Regions from separate parts of the Mus musculus genome. Here all the other regions are linked to region 1. A link is a contact called in public HiChIP or PLAC-seq data. All regions are on one chromosome and are shown on one strand. Each heading gives the region's core, a stretch centred on a gene start, on an enhancer-like site or on the middle of the called end of the contact. The rest is flanking DNA. Distances are from core to core; before and after follow the strand shown.

Region 1 (2,717 bases), core at 69-2,568:
TAGAGCACTGAAAGTTTCAGGCCCAAGCTCACCTTCAGTGGTGGCGAAGGAGGCTGGTTGTACCATGGCCAATGATCAATCAAGTACTGAAGCCTCCACGAAAACCCACCAGCAAGGTCCTGACAGCTTTGAGGGCAGGGAACACATGGATGTGCTCTGAGCACGGCACACGTGGAAAGGGCATGGAGACTCTGCACCTCCTCCCCGACACCTTGCCACATTCACTACACTACTTGGCTCTTCCAGAGTGGCAACTACTACAATAAAACCCTATAAGCACGGCACCTTCCTGAGCTCTGTGAATGTTCTCATAAAGTACCCAATTCAGAAGAAGAGTCACGGGAATTTGTAGCCAAGCAGATAGAAGTGCCTAGGGACATCTAGGACTTAATAGCTGTATCTACACTGGGATGGTCTGGGGACACTGAGTCTATAGACCTGTGGAGCATCAGGAACTGCTGGATGCCCAGGGAGAGTCAGACAGTAGTTAGAATGACAGACTGTCTTTCCTGTTCCCCCATTCGTTCCTACTCTGTTAACAAGCCTCTGTCTATAGACAAAGACTGTCCACCCTCAAGTACCTAAAACTACGAATACAAGGAACAGGATTACCTTTCCTCATCTCCCTAATTGTATTACTTTAGGGAAATTCAGCCATGAAGGTAGCAGGTGATAAGGTGGGGTGCCACTCATAGGAAGCCAAGCAAACAACTTCCACGGACTCCAAATGAAACATCTGTTCTAGCAAAGCTTCCAGAGACCCAGCCACTTTGGTAAAATACTTTATATAGCTCCTGTTAATTCATAAAAACATGCCTTTGAGTTGTAGACAGTAGAGTTCAGCGTGTTGCCTCCTTCCTTCCAGAGAGCACAACCACGCTGCAGAGATGATCCTTTTTCTCTAAGAATGGCAGACACAGAGACACAGAGGAGAGCTATCAATGAACAAGTCCTTCAGAAGACTCACTTGTTCAAAGACGAGACCTGGGCTGTATGGACAAACCACAACGGAGGGAAACTCCAACTTGAAACAAACATGCACGCGTGCGCGCGCACACACACACACACACACACACACACATACACACACACACACACACACACACACACACACATAGCTATAGAGAGAAGCTCTTTCTTCCCAACTAGAGAGCACTGGAGACCCGCCAGGCTTGGAGTCAATGGCTACTGGCAGCCACAGAATGTTCTACACAGAGAGTGACTGTGAGGCAGGAATCAGGCCTGTGTGCAGAGTTCTCTATGGAGCAGCTGGGCCCAACTACCCTGAGCCCTGCCCTGTGTGGGCTGCAGCCTCCAGGGTTTACCCCCAGCTGCAACCCTTGGCCAGCTCTCTCTGGAGAGGAAGGACTGCTGTGAATGGAAGGCCCTTGGGAGCTGGTGTTCAGGCAAGGAAATGAGTCAGAGGCTCTGAGCTAGCTACAGGGTAATAAGAGGTCAATGAAGAAGCCATGTCACCCTAGGTGAAAGTTCCCAGCATTTTCCCCCTAGGTTAACGTTCTAATGCCATCACTTCTAGGGCCCTGACTCTGCTTGCGTGTTCTTCTTACTTAGCCCATGAGAAGCATGCCCGGGTAGAACCTAAGTACTTGTAGATTCATGGCACATTGTCCCAGGCAAGAAAGAAGCCCTCTGGGTAACCCGATCTGCCACCATTTAAAAAGCTGGCTATATGTGTCAACATGGTCCTCCATTCATAAACCTAAAGTGCTGATAAAACATTAGCAGAGGGCTGGTGAGATGGCTCAGCAGGTAAGAGCACCCGACTGTTCTTCCGAAGGTCAGGAGTTCAAATCCCAGCAACCACATGGTGGCTCACAACCATCCATAACGAGATCTGACTCTCTCTTCTGGAGTGTCTGAGGACAGCTACAGTGTACTTACATATAATAAATAAATAAACAAACAAATATTTTAAAAAAACATTAGTAGAGATGTAAGGAAAATCATAGCAGCAGAGATTGAGCTCATTACAAACTGCATGCCTAAAACAACCTTCCTTTCTCAGGAGACCAGAGACTGCAGCCAGAGATCAAGTTGTCATCACAAGACTGGCTTCTAAGGCCCTCTATGGTGTGTCTCCCTCGTGTCTTCCCAGGGTCCCCCTCCATATGTGTCTTGTTCCAGTTTCTTCACCTTACAAAGGACACTAGTCACACTGGATTAGGGCCCAGCCGACTGACCTCATTCTAACTTAATTACCCCTTTAAAAAGCTCTTTCCAAATACAGTTACATTCTTAGGGGTAGGCTGTCAGAACACCGACATGTGAATGGGGCAAGGCATAATTCAGCCCACAACAGCATGAAAGAAAAACTCTGAGATGAACAACCCAAAACTTGCCAAGAAAAAGCAGGAAGGATACAAGGAAGAGAAGAAAAATAAGTTAGTACCATTCAAAGGTTTTCAAAAGATCTCACAAGCAAAAAAAAAAAAACCACACTTCCGTGGAAAAAAAGCAACCATAAACATTAAAGCTTTTTAATGGTGAAAATCATAGCACCCCCCCAACACAGTGATGGTAGACACAGACAGACAGACAGACAGACAGACAGACACACACACACACACACCAATTAGAAGAGGCATGGATGACGATAAATCCACATAAAATGCTGGCCCAGATAAAGTGGGGCTTCTGTTGAAAACAGTATGAAAAATGAGGACTCTGAAGTGAAGCTGAAAATGTCTAAACTTGAT
Region 2 (2,717 bases), core at 83-2,582, 310 kb before region 1:
GTGGTGTTTCCCTGCGCTTTAGAAATGGATTGAAGTCACGTTCAGGGCCCAATCTCTCCGGGATGCCTGAGACACTCCTCTAAGTCCCACGTGAAGTGGATGCTGAGTGGGCACTGGGGTTTGACCAAAGGAAGAGGGCACGAGAAGTGGCCTTCTGTAGCACCACAGTACCCACATGTTCTAGATCCCTGCAGGGGCAGGAGAAGCTGCAAGACTTGAGGAAGTCTAAGGAAACAGGCAGGCCTGAGAGCGTGGGGAGGAGTCTGGGCTAGCAAAGGGCTTTGACCTTCTTGTAGCCCAGGGCTGACAAGATGCATCTGAGGCCAGGACTTCATGGGGAGCACTTTCCCCTGGAAGCCATCATTTTCTTGGGGTCCCCACATGGTCCCTCACCCCAGCTTTCTAGCTTCATGCCAGCACCCGCCCTGGTGGCCGTGGGGCCTGGGTTATTTGCTGTTTTTTCAAGTGTACACCACACCCTTGAACTGTCTGCCAAGGAGGCGCATTGTTCGTGAGAATTCCTCCCAGGCTCCAGCTAACCCTTAGATGCACTATTCTGGGCTTAGGGTCCTGAATTACTTGTCTTTCTTTCTTTCCCCTTTTCCTTTCTTCCTTTTAAAGTCTTCCCAAACACCCCCCTCCCGTATTCTTGCCTTCGCCTAACCTAGTCTTCTTACCAAGTTTCATCTTATTGTCTAAAAAGCTTGGAGAGATGGGCGGGGCTGCAGGAACTGAGCTATAATCAAAGAGGCCCCTTGACCTGGTCTGCACAGCCACTCTTACTCCTGGCCCTGGAGAGGAGGCACGGAGACCCCTGAGCTATGAGGAAGGAGTATGGGCAGGTCCCCTGGTGGCTGTGTGTATATATGCGCAGCTGATGGGAGGTGACTGGGGGGCGCAATGGTGTGGAAGAGGGCATAGAACGTAGGCTGAAGAATGAAAACCAGTATTTCCCTCAGAACAGAGCAGATTAACCTGTAGAATAGAAGTCTTGCCAAACCCAACTTCCTTGTTCCCAGAAACCTTGGCACAGGGGCCCCCCTCTCTGGCAGAGGCCCATCCTCATCAGAGGAACCAGCAAGGCAGCTGCTGTGAGTTTCTTTCGCCTGTCTTTTCTGGCAACCCCAAATGCTTACTTTTTTCCTTCCCTTTTCCTTCCCCACCCTCCTGTAGCAGGGAGTTGGTTCTGGTTAATGTTGAAGATCATAACATGATTACCCTAAAGTCTCATGAAATTAAATCACTTTTCTTCAAAGAGAAAGGGCTTGGGGAGGGGACTGGCTGGCTGGTAGGCCAGTGAGGGGCGAGCGGATATTGAAAGCAGGCTGGCAGCTGCCTGGAGCTCTGCTTAGCGGAGGCCAACAGAACCAGGGCAGCCACACATGGGGGCCGTGTTTGCCAGCAGTGGCTCTGAGGCCTTGGGTTGCCCACCTGTGCCCTAGGCACCTGTCTCCTGAGTGCAGGGTCTTGGGGGGTGGGAGGTGAGAAGCAGAGTTGGAAGTGACAGCGGGAAGGAAAAGACTCAGGGAGATGAACCTGAAGGATGAGTCACGGGGGTGTGTGTGGAGGGGAGTGGGGGGGGGGGGAAGGAAAGCAACTCTAAATAAATACCCTAGAGAGTTCTTTATCAGCAGCTGCCCTGGGAATTCATAGGGCCACAGAATGTATCTAAGGACAGCTCTCCTACCAGAAAAGCCTGCGATTGAACCTTAGCCCTTATAGGCAAAGCACTGCTTGCAGAGGTAGGCTGGGGCAGGCATGTTCCCTTTATCATCAGATGTCCTGGATTTATGATATGTTACAGGTTAAGAGAACCCTGTAGGTCATCCAACATCAGATGTCTCACAAAGTATATTAGTCTCCTGTGTACTTAGCCCCTCAAAGAATACCCAGCTTCCATTCCATGCCTTCTGGGTATGAGTTCTCTCAAAGTCCTTCTGACTGTCCTTCTTGGAGAGACTCTGGGACTTATACCCATTAATCCAGGTTTTACCTCTTGGAGACAGGAAACAGTGGCCTGGCTTGGGCAATGACTGGTTTGGAAAGCGCTGGCTGTGGGTGTGGCTTTGTCTTTGACATGTGGGCATCCTGTGGAGGTTCTCACAATGAGTACACTGGGTCTGACATCTCTTTGAGTCTTTCCCGCCCCCTTTCTGGGCTAGTATTTCAAAGGGAACATAAAGAGTGATTTCAAGACAAGACCAAAAAGATATTTTATTCTATTACTGTTGACCCGCAGCACCCTGAGCTCTTGTGGGGCTAGTGCGCATCTCAGGAGGCTCGGACTGGATGGATCTGTGAGTCAAGATGAAGTAGCAAGTAAAAATTGCTGCTAGCACAAGCCAGTGCTCCCACTAGCACAAGCCAGTGCTCCCGACACAGGCAGTGGGGTGAAGGTCCACCCGAGAAAGCTGTGGGGTTGGTCACTTGAGTTAGAAAGCTAGTGGTCACTGCAAGGAGACTTGACATCGGCGGGGTGGCTTGCTATGAAAAGTTCAGCGAGTGCATATTTCTGAGGGTTTAGGGATGGGATGTGGCCAGCTCCGGTTGGAGCTCAGCGCCGTGACTCATTCTCACCAAGGGTCACCGAGCATCTTTCTGCGCTTGGCCTTGGGCTGAACTCCTCACCTGGCCAGCCTTCTCGAAACTGTGTGTCATTCTTTGCGAAGGCAGAGCCTTGGAGCCTGTGAGTGAGTGTGCGCATCAGTGGAAACTCA
Region 3 (2,717 bases), core at 89-2,588, 280 kb before region 1:
CATGGTTTATATAATAGCAAAAGTGTCCAACAATGGGGATGTAGTTAAGTCGACTCTAATGTAGCCATAAAATGAAATATGTGTGATTCAGCTATTCAGATGTTGTGAATTATTTCTTGACTTAAAAGGAGTAAGACAGGAAAGGCGGGATTTAAAATAGTGTTTTTTTATTTCTTATAAAGATGCATGTGTATTTATTTAGAAGAGATCTGTGTGACTCTACTAAGGCATTTACAGATGGAGTGAAAGTCACTTTAAGGGCCAGGGGTGTGGCTCACTGAGGGAGTGCTTGCTTAGCATGTCTGAGGCCCTGGGTTCAAACCATAACATGAGTATATACAGTGGGCTCTCTACGGTGGCTCAGGAGGTAAAGAAAGCCTTACCACTAAGCCTGACAACCTGCGCTTGATCCCCACCATCCACATGATGGAAGTAGAGAACTGACTCCCACAAATTGTTCTCTAACCTGTGCATTATGGCATGTGCACAGTGATACACACCAGATAAACACAATTTTAAAAACACAGACACATATTTTGTATAGTACCTGGTGTTTTAAGTAAAAATAAATAAATAAATAAATAAATAAATAAGAGACAAATGATGATTCCCTGGGGCCCTTCCTCCTCCCAGTTCTCTCATAATTACTGGCCTCATCTGTCTTGTAGTTTTAGAAATTAAATCATGGTGCCTACCTAAAGGACATCTGAAGGCAGACTTTGCATTTTCTAGAACTTGTCACCTTAAGAAGTGTGTGGGAAATGCTCCCTGTATTTTTCTTGGGTAGATGAACTGTGAGTGTGGAACCCTATAAGAGCCCTATATGCTCTACAGTTGGGCCCCAACTTAACATCCAGCTGCCAAGCTTGAGGTACCCGAAGGTAGAGGAAAGAGCCACTACCCATTCATAACGCCATTCAAAAAGCAGCTTGAAGGCTATTCACAAAGTCCTGTGAGTCTGAGGTGGGCTGATTGGAAACGGAGCTCATCTAGATGTGTTCTCTAAGCCTCCTAATGCATGGAGCACGCCCCTAGGGCTCTCAGGGTAGGCAGGCATCACAGTGACCCAACTGTTTTCTGTCTCAGAGCTTGTCTGGAGAGTCTGCTGCCCTGTCCACATGTCCAGTCCCAGGAGCCGGACAGATCCCAGCAAAGGAGAAGTATAGGATCGGTGTGTGGATGCTGGCACCCTCATGTGCCTTGCTGGTGCTAATTCGAAAGCCAGCTTCAGATGTGCTTCTGTGGCCTAAGGAGGAAAACAGCAAACAGGCAGGAGCTGAGCTCAGTGCCCTGACTCATTCTTCCACGTGGGGCTGGTGACACAAAGCTCTGACATTTCCTGTGGCCACAGCCCCCAGAAACAACTAGCAGGCCCTGGCTGAGGTCTGTCTGCCCTGCAGGGAGCTTACTGCTCTTGTCCTGCCTCAGTGTACTCTGGGAGCCTGCAAGGTTATCAGAGCCCAGTACATACATCTTCCAAGCTTGGGGGTGGGAGTGGGGTGGGGTGGGGGGAGGACTGCGTGGGACCCTTTCTTGGCGAACAGTGGGAGATTTTTCCTCTCATAAACAAAACAAACATGAGCCGGAGGGGTGGTGGCCCCAGGGGCAGGCTGGGTGGCCCTTTCCTTCAACCTCTGCATTTGTTTCTCCATGGGGCAGATTGTGGAAGCCTCTGAGAGGTTGGAAAGCCTCCCGAGAGCCTTCTTAGTCGTCATTGCATTTGGTTAACTGAGCATATCACCTCTTGTTGTTGGCCAGGGCTCTGTTACCGTGGATGAGACAGCAAGTTGTTTAAACCCATATCCAGGAGGCAGGTGCCTCTGCAGAACACCCAAGGGGGCAGGCACTCCTCCTCGGTAGGCAGGTGGGGTAGAAGGAACAGAGCCCTTACTACCATGAGGAGTGGAGTCGTGGCCCTCACCCTGCCAGCCAGGCTTCTGGGGCCTTTCCTAGCTGTTGATAAACTGTTGAGATAGCTGTGATGGTGAGGGACTCCTCCCTAGCGCCCACCCCCTCCCGTCCCAGTCTTTTCTCATCTTGGTGATTGCCCCCTGTCTCGTTTACAAAGCTTTTCCAAGCTTGCTGGAGAGCACTGGGCTGCCAGTGCATGCCTCAGCTAGGAAACCAGCGAAGGCTCTCATCCATCACGTGCTCATTACCACTCTGGAAGGCCTCAGGAGGTCAGCTTCCACTGGCCTCTCAGCGCTGTCTGCATTGTGCTGTTGGGGGCCTGACTGCCCTTTCCCAGAGATGACTGTAGCTCCTCTTCAGAAAATATGCTGGGAAAGGTATTCTAAAGGCAGCCAAGAAGTAGAAGGCAGTAGAAGTAGATCTTGCTATTCAGGTACATGGATCAGAGTTAAATATTTTAAGGAATAGTACATCCTATTTCTCTGATATGGATGTCTTGTCTGCTGTCAGGGAGGGTCTGTGGGGACATTGCTATGAAAGTGTGCACTGTGACCCTCTGTGGCTGGGGGGCTGGGTGGAAGAAGCCCTGCAGAGTGAAGGAGTGCTTTTAGGACCTCCCGGATCAGACATGATGTTATAGGAAAATATGCTTTGGCTGAGGAAATAGAGAGAAAGCCGAGGGGACAGAGCAGGAGGCTGAGGACATAAAGCAGATTGTCATCAGGGGATGAGCTAAGATGCTGGCGGGGGGGGTCCAGGGAAGATGATGGAGGATGGTCTGTATCCAAGAGGATGGCCAAGTGATG

Evidence for each region. HiChIP or PLAC-seq counts read pairs in DNA pulled down with a chosen protein or histone mark.
Region 2: a contact with region 1 is called in an H3K27ac HiChIP or PLAC-seq map of heart atrium, with 6 read pairs. The contact joins two enhancer-like sites. A contact is called at or near these places in 3 of 115 datasets of contacts at active chromatin or transcription factors (embryonic stem cells, heart atrium and stem cell-derived neural progenitor cells) and 1 of 9 other capture datasets (embryonic stem cells).
Region 3: a contact with region 1 is called in a CTCF HiChIP or PLAC-seq map of the NIH/3T3 cell line, with 7 read pairs. The contact joins two enhancer-like sites. A contact is called at or near these places in 1 of 15 datasets of contacts at CTCF or cohesin (the NIH/3T3 cell line) and 4 of 115 datasets of contacts at active chromatin or transcription factors (the NIH/3T3 cell line, embryonic fibroblasts, fibro-adipogenic progenitors and 1 more).

The regions. Positions count from the first base shown.
Region 1 is chr11:68,029,527-68,032,243 of GRCm38.p6, reverse strand. All of the region lies in intron 6 of Stx8 (syntaxin 8), which reads right to left. Among named protein-coding and RNA genes, the nearest start is that of Stx8, 64 kb to the right of the region's middle. Within about 2 kb of position 1,318, at least 106 of the 459 cell types and tissues checked have an H3K27ac peak or open chromatin away from gene starts, as enhancers often do. A contact at or near this core is called in the NIH/3T3 cell line, embryonic fibroblasts and heart atrium, where this site is marked.
Region 2 is chr11:68,339,911-68,342,627 of GRCm38.p6, reverse strand. All of the region lies in intron 2 of Ntn1 (netrin 1), which reads left to right. Among named protein-coding and RNA genes, the nearest start is that of Ntn1, 46 kb to the left of the region's middle. Within about 2 kb of position 1,332, at least 45 of the 459 cell types and tissues checked have an H3K27ac peak or open chromatin away from gene starts, as enhancers often do. A contact at or near this core is called in heart atrium, where this site is marked.
Region 3 is chr11:68,312,657-68,315,373 of GRCm38.p6, reverse strand. All of the region lies in intron 2 of Ntn1 (netrin 1), which reads left to right. Among named protein-coding and RNA genes, the nearest start is that of Ntn1, 73 kb to the left of the region's middle. Within about 2 kb of position 1,338, at least 96 of the 459 cell types and tissues checked have an H3K27ac peak or open chromatin away from gene starts, as enhancers often do. A contact at or near this core is called in the NIH/3T3 cell line and embryonic fibroblasts, where this site is marked.